2 separate regions of the Muntiacus reevesi genome follow, and region 2 is linked to region 1. A link is a contact called in public Hi-C data. All regions are on one chromosome and are shown on one strand. The core of a region is the stretch at or near the end of the contact, and the rest is flanking DNA. Distances in the headings are between cores, read along the strand shown.

Region 1 (3,673 bases), core at 162-2,661:
AAAAGTCATTCATTTGGCAAAGATTAAAAGATAACAGCAAGAGAGTGAGTGAACTGGCAAGCATTCAATACCTGATGGAATGTAGAGAAACAAAACTTTACTAGAAAAGAAATCTGAAATACTCTTTAACCAACAATTCCACTTCTGAGAATTCCTAGTAAATAAATAGACATGTGCACAAAGATTTGTTTACCATTTATAAGGGTGAAAAACTGGAAACAACGTAAACAGTAATCAGTAGTGGACAGAAGGAATAAATGACAGTATAGCCCAGTGATGTACTAGCACAGTATCATTATATACTGGGTTAGAGATGAGTAATTGAAAAATCCTTACGATAAAGAAAAAAATTTTTATAAAACAGTAGTATATAAAGTGTGTTCCCACTTTTGTACAAAGCCTAACTCTAATGTATATAAAAATATTCACATAGAACAATAAATAAAAATGAAAATGCCAGGGGTTCCCTGATATAGGTCAGTTGGTAAAGACTACCTCTGCAATGCAGGAGACCCCAGATGGATTCCTGGGTTGGGAAGATCCGTTGGAGAAGGGATAAGCTACCCATTCCAGTATTCTTGGGCTTCCCTGGTGGGTCAGTTGATAAAGAATCCGCCTGCAGTGCAGGAGACCTGGGTTCCATCCCTGGGTTGGGAAGATCCCCTGGAGGAGGGAAAGGCTACCCACTCCAGTATTCTGGCCTGGAGAATTCCATGGACTGTATAGTTCATGGGGTCGCAAAGAGTCGGACACGACTGAGTGACTTTCACTTTCAACTCCGTCAGAGGTTATCTCTGCGTGTGAACAGACGAGTAACTTTTACTTACACTGTGGGCGCGCGTCTTTATTTCCCCCAAATATCCGACATATATATTTTTAATGATGCCTGTGGTTGGGCTACTTCTGGCCCACAGCTACTGGGGAAAACGATACTTACTTTAATTGTACACGTCACCTCCTTCTCTTCCACTTCAGGGTTGTGGACAACTCCAACCCTTTCTCAAAGAAGCCGATTCAGACGGCTTTTTTTCCCTGCCCCAACCGCGGCGGCCACCCCAATTCAAAGTAACCTGGAGCCGTTGCCTAGCAACCCTCAGCCGACCACCAGAGCGGACGGAACCTGAAAAAGAAAACGCCCAGGCGCAGTAATGAACTCGCGTTCCGCTCTCAATAACCCAATCAGCAGAAGAGGTTATTCTAGTCACCGCCCACCTAACCTGCTCTGACCGGAAGCCCTAGGGTCACTCCCGCCCTTATTAAACCTGACAGGTCTCTTTACTTCTCCCTCCCACGCCCCACCTAGAGGCGGGGCCTCGCCCCTTACACTAAGCATGATTGGTCGCCAGGGGACTCGGAAGTGTCTCTGATCAGAGCCCCAGAGAAAGACAGTCTAGTCTCGCATGCGTGGTCGCGTTCTGTGTCGCACCGGGAACGGGCCTTTTCCGGGCCGCCCTCGATGCTATCTTTGGTTGGATAGAAGGAGCCGCGCAAAGTATTATGGGACAATAATGGTCGCTTTCATGTAGTTGATTTTGGCTCTCAAAGCGGTCTGAGCGAGGAGCGGCGGCGCCAGCGCCCCGGAATCCCGGACAGCAGGTCCTGAGAGTCAGGCTTGGTGAGGTGAGTGTCCCTTTTTCCTTTCCGATCTTTTCTTCGCCAATCGTGGCGGCTCCAAGAGGCGGATCTCGGCCTCTCGCTCAAGTTCGGGCCCGGGCTTGTAAAGTCTTGTTCCTGTCACCCAACTTGCCTTACTCACTGTAGGGATGCTGCTCAGGTTCTGCCGGCCCCGGCCTTTCTCCTTGATCAGGTCAGATCGTGCACACTTGACGCGGCCTCCCCGAGGTCCAGGGATGCTGGCCGGGAGTCACCCCGCCCACGTCCTTAGACCTTCTCGTTATCCCACTGCCAGACGGACACCGAGCCCAGAAGGGCTCTTTTCGTTTTCTCTTTCTCTGTCACAGTGGTATCTCTATCAGGCGATATCTTTTAACAAAATGTCAACTCCAAAAAGATCGGGATTTTTATTTTGGTCTCTTATTGCTAATGCCCAGAACAAGCGATTGGCTCACTGAAGGCATTTGTTGAATGAATGTATGCAGTTTCTTTCTTCGTTATTTTTCTTGTACCTCTTGTGACTTCTTTGCCACTAATCCTTTTTCAGAAGACAACACTTAACGTTCTTGTTTTTCTCAGCCACTAGTTGTCCTGTTTGTCAGACTCATTTTCCTGTGCTGCTTGGCACCTTTCTTTGCTGTCTCTAGAGATTTCTGGCTCCCTGTTTCCTTTAATCAGTTTAAAATTATTTATTCCTCAAATGTTTATTTTGCTAGGCACCAGGCATAGCAGTCAACAAGACAGACAAAGTTCTCCTGCGTAAAAGGACGGTTCTAGGGGTATATTTTCTAGTTCAGACCACTGAGCAGAGCATGTATATCTTACCTTCCCGTGTAGATTTCCTCCGATGAGTACAGATGTCACTAAAAATTAGCTTTCCCATTTCTCTTCTGTGTGATGGCATTTTCTAAAATGCAGCTCTTGTTTCTGTGTCCATATTGTGTGTTCAGTCTGTTTGGCTATATTTTTCTATAGAAATGTGCATGTTAATTAGAACTGTGTGAAACATTCAGGGTTCTGGTGGTTCTCTTGATAGTTCTTTGCTTCACTGACTTGTTGGAATGGGGCAAATTATTCAAGCACAAAATGGGATATGTTTATAAGCAGGTGGTGTGTAGTGGGAGGTAAAGAGGAATTTGTTATGAGTGGAGTGCCAGGAAATCTTACAGTCACCTAAATACTTTTCAGAAACATCATTTCTTAGCCTGGTGATTCTCTTGCAATTTTTTTTGGTGAATTTGAATTGTTGTTAAACAGATTTTGACTGCTGTGAGGTAATTCTTCTCTACAGAACAAAACTGGCCCAGAAAACTCATTGAAGAATGGATCATATGGATGGTAGCCTTATATCTCAACAGCTCTACTCTACTATATCTGTAGTCTAAAGGAGTAGAGAGTAGGAAGAACTTGTGTAAAAAATGGTGAGGAACCCAGCAGTACCCAAGAGCCCAGCAAGTGAAATAATGTAACAGTGATGTTTATGTAACTGTTTGTGGTTACAGAGTGAGTACTTTCACATATACTTTGTTGTTTGATACTCACAGTAACTTTATGGATTTAAGAGAGCAAAAAGTATTTCCATTTTTCAGGTATAGAATTATGCCTAACCAAAGATTAAGATTAATATCTATTTGCTTACGATCACATGGGTAGAAAATGTTGAGAGGGCTCTAATTGAGATTTCTGACTTCAGATCTAGTGTTTTCCCTACATGCCCTCTATAGATGCCGTCCTGCTCTAGTAAGTGCTCCTTAGTGAGGTCTCTTCTTGTCTGAATGATACCCTCTTGGATCTTGGGGGGTGTGTATGTGTGTGCATGTGTGTGTGTTTATCTATTTCTGATGTGTGTTGGGTGGAAATAGAAAGATCTTTTAAGATTAAGATTGTCAATGAGTTGATGGAAGAGTCTTGCGAAGAGGTAACTTAAAGGAATTCAGGTCTTGAGGGGGAGGTCAGCCACCCCCACCAGATATTCATATATTTAGTTATTTTGGGACGTAGTGGAGCCAAGTGTTTTCCCTTCTTATGTCTGATAGCAAATGGTTTGTTTTCCTTGCAG
Region 2 (3,874 bases), core at 1,272-3,771, 710 kb before region 1:
ACCCCAAAATTGTGGATAACAGTCACAATAACCTATTAATGTATTTTTCTTACCTTAGGTCTATTTTTTTTTTTTACTGTTAGACTATTTAGACAATATCAATGTATGACAAAACCCACTGAAAAATAAAAAATAAAAAAAAAGAATATTTAGACAAATTTCTGACAGAAAGCAAAAAGGAAGCATTTTCACATTCACTAAAATTTTAATTAAAAGTAAATGCACGAGGACTACAACAAGTTATTCTATCCTAATTCACACTTTGCTTACTGGAAACTGCAACTTTTAGATTTCAACTATATTCTATTTTGGGAAAAGTCTGACTTTAGTCATTAACTTCACATACCAATTAATGGCTGTAAGTAAGCTCTGAAATCTTACCTAAGCTAATACGTAATTACTTTCACAGGAGAACAGCTAAAGTGGTTCAAACAGTCCACTGTTCTTCCCGCCTATACTTGTGGAACATGAACCAAAATTATATATTATATATTTTTATATAAACTGTATATCATGTTGAAAAATGCTCAGGTTGACAACACACAACTTATCCAAACATTGTTTCCTACAAATTCCCAGAATCCAACTGCTTCGCACTCACTCCAACTACCAAACTTCTGATCAGAAACACGTATCAACTCTCTTCTGAACTACTGGCACAGCTGTCTCACTCCTCTCTTTGCTTCTACCCTTGCCTCCGCCATTCTATTCTGAAACACACTCACCAGAGTAACTCTGAAAAACCTTAGATTGTAGGGCTGCTCTGCTGTCACGGCTCCCCGTTTCACTCACAGTAAGTGCCAAAGTCTTTACAATAGTCTACAAGGCCCTAGAAGATGTCTGTTCTCCAGCCCCACCCCATGGCTAACCTAATTTTCTCCTACTACCCCTTTTTTTCATTGTGTTCCAGCCCCACAGGCTCTCTTGCTGTTCACTTAAAAGCCCAGACACACAGCAAGGGGAGTCTTTGGACAGTCAGTCCCTCCACCTGGAATGCTCTTCCCTTCCCTTATCTCCTTCAAGAATTTACAAAATGGGGAATTCGTGTAGCTCTATGGCTGATTCATATCAATGTATGACAAAATCCACTGAAAAATAAAAAAATAAATTAAAAAAAAAAAGAATTTACAAAAGTGTCATTTTTTCTGTGAAGCCTTTGACATTCTAATTTAAAACTGCATCTTCCATTAACAATGGTAAAGGTAAGAACTTTGCTGTCTTTTCCTATGACACTCTTTCCTTCTAACATGTGAAAGTGAAAAAGTGAACGTGAGGTCACTCAGTCGTGTCTGACTCTTTGAGGCCCCCATCGACTGTGGAGCCTACCATGGAAATTTTCCAGGCAAGAGTACTGGAGTGGGTTGCCAGTTCCTTCTCCAGCGGATCTTCCTGACCCAGGAGATGAACCCAGGTCTCTGGCATTGTAGGCAGACGCTTTACCATCTGAGCCATCAGAGAATTTACTTATTTATGTTTACTATTTTTTATGTCTTCCCAAAACTACAACCTAAGCTGCAATGGGCAGGGATCTTTGTTTTCTTTACTCACTTATTAAGAAGTTAGAACAGTACACAGAAAGCATTCAGTAAGTATTCATGGAATAACTAAAGGTATTTCAGACTAGCCCAAAAGACGTGCCTCTGATCAGGTTCTGAATATATAAGTCTTAGCAAAGAACTTCAACATCACTCTAGCACCTCACACAAAACAAAAACAAAAATGCATATGGTTTACGAGATACAAGGGAAAAGTTTTCAGTATGATCCTCTGGAAAAGGTTCCTCTGTCCCTCTTATGAAGCACTCCATAGAGCTTTGTGGCATCATCATTCTGCTACGAGGGTTAGTATTACCATTGTTGTTTTGCAGAATTGAGTAGGAAGTCATGTACCCCCAGCCCAATGCCACGAAGGGAATACCCGCAAAATCACCGGCCTAACACAAAGTCTCATTAATAGCTGTTACTCCCCCAGTTAACACTTGCAAAGAAATTTTAGAAGAGGTGCCAACAGCTCCACCTCCTCACAGCAACAGCGAAAATAATGCCTACTGTGTATCCAGCGCCTTACTTTGCGCCAGGGGCACCCCAAATCTCATTTCCTCTAGGTAGAAATTAAGTCTCAAGTTTCATTCGAGCGACCCAGTCCCTGACCCGGAGGAAACTCAGCCCAAGCCTCTGCCTAATCCACTGGAAAGTCGAAGACCCGGGTTCGGAAAGTGGGCCTGAATTACCTTCGCTCACGCCCACCTCAGCCCCCAGAGTCTAGAGAGGCTGCGCTTCACTCGCTCTCCTCACTCAAGGAGGGCATTCTCCACTTCCACTCCTGGGGATGATTCCCAAGAGCATCGCTACTGCAGGTCTTCTGAGCCCTGGCACAGGGATGGGAGGTGGCGCGCCGGAAGATCGAGAAGGAGGCAGGAGCGGCCCTAAGAACACGCAGAGCGGAAGCACAACTACAGCCCGAGACTCCGGCGCGAGACTCCGGCGAACGGAGGCCCAAAAACCCTAACACACGCACTGCGCGTGCGCCTCAAGGCTGAGCTGGCGTCTTACGTCAACGTTACGCACGTCGGCGAAGCTCGTAAGAGACCTCTGCTCTCTCGGTTTCGTTTCTCCGCTGGGTGCTGAATCTGGGAAGCGCCAGCCTCCCGCCCAACGGCCGCTATGGCAACTGCGCGCTCAAACCGAGCGTCCTTTGGCCCCGCCCCCCGAGGGTGGAGGCGTGGAATGGGGCGAGGACAACCTGTCCCGGACACGCTGGCCCCGCCCACCTGGGCCCTGGACGCCCGGGGTTCTCTCGCCTTGGGGTAGTTTAGCTCTTAGCAGAAAGAATGAGGTTAGAAGAAAATGAGGTTAAAAAGCCAAACTAAGGAAACTACAAAAATACTGTTATCATGACATACATATATTTATAAACGAGTAAAACAACCTCCCTTCTAGATACCATATTAAAAAGCAGACATTACATTGCCGACAAAGGTCCGTCTAGTCAAGGCTAAGGTTTTTCCAGTGGTCATGTATGGATGTGAGAGTTGGACTGTGAAGAAAGCTGAGTGCCGAAAAATTGATGCTTTTGAACTGTGGTGTTGGAGAAGACTCTTGAGAGTCCCTTGGACTGCAAGGAGATCCAACCAGTCCATCCTAAAGGAGATCAGTTCTGGGTGTTCATTGGAAGGGCTGATGCTGAAGCTGAAACTCCAATACTTTGGCCACCTCATGCGAAGAGATGACTTATTGGAAAAGACTCTGATGCTGGGAGGGATTGGGGGCAGGAGGAGAAGGGGACAACAGAGGATGAGATGGTTGGATGGCATCACTGACTCGATGGACATGAGTTTGAGTAAACTCCGGGAGTTGGTGATGGACAGGGAGGCCTGGTGTGCTGCGATTCATGCGGTCGAAAACAGTGAGACACGACTGAGCGACTGAACTGAACTGAAGACAAGCTCCCCGGAGAAGGAAATGGCAACCCACTCCAGTACCCTTGCCTAGAAAAATCCCATGGACAGAGAAGCCTAGTAGGCTACAGTCCATGGGGTCGCAAAAAGTCGGACATGACTGAGCGACTTCACTTTCAGTTTTCATTTTCACAAGACAACCTCAAAGGAAAATGGGAGACGATTGAACAAGCCATTCGAAAAAGCAAAACAACCGGTAAGGGTATAGTGCAAAGCTATTTGGGCTTCCTGATAGCTCAGTTGGTAAAGAATTTGCCTGCAATATGGGTGACCTGGGTTCAATCCCTGGGTTGGGAAGATCCCCTGGAGAAGGGAAAGGCTACCCACTCCAGTATTCTGGCCTGGAGAATTCCATAGACTGTACAGTCCATGGTGTAGCAAAGAGTTGGACATGACTGAGCCACTTTCACTTTTACA

What was found. A called contact is a pair of places that touch in the nucleus more often than the background predicts.
Region 2: a Hi-C map of muscle shows a contact between it and region 1, with 7 times the contacts expected there. The contact joins the promoter of CMTR2 here to the promoter of DHX38 in region 1. A contact is called at or near these places in 2 of 3 Hi-C or Micro-C datasets (blood and muscle).

What each region holds. Positions count from the first base shown.
Region 1 is chr2:251,317,202-251,320,874 of mMunRee1.1, reverse strand. DHX38 (DEAH-box helicase 38) reads left to right here and starts at 1,411. Exons shown (of 27, transcript XM_065925672.1): 1 at 1,411-1,620. TXNL4B (thioredoxin like 4B) reads right to left here and starts at 1,252. Exons shown (of 4, transcript XM_065925677.1): 1 at 938-1,252.
Region 2 is chr2:252,025,781-252,029,654 of mMunRee1.1, reverse strand. It overlaps CMTR2 (cap methyltransferase 2), which reads right to left and starts at 2,521. Exons shown (of 2, transcript XM_065925711.1): 1 at 2,231-2,521.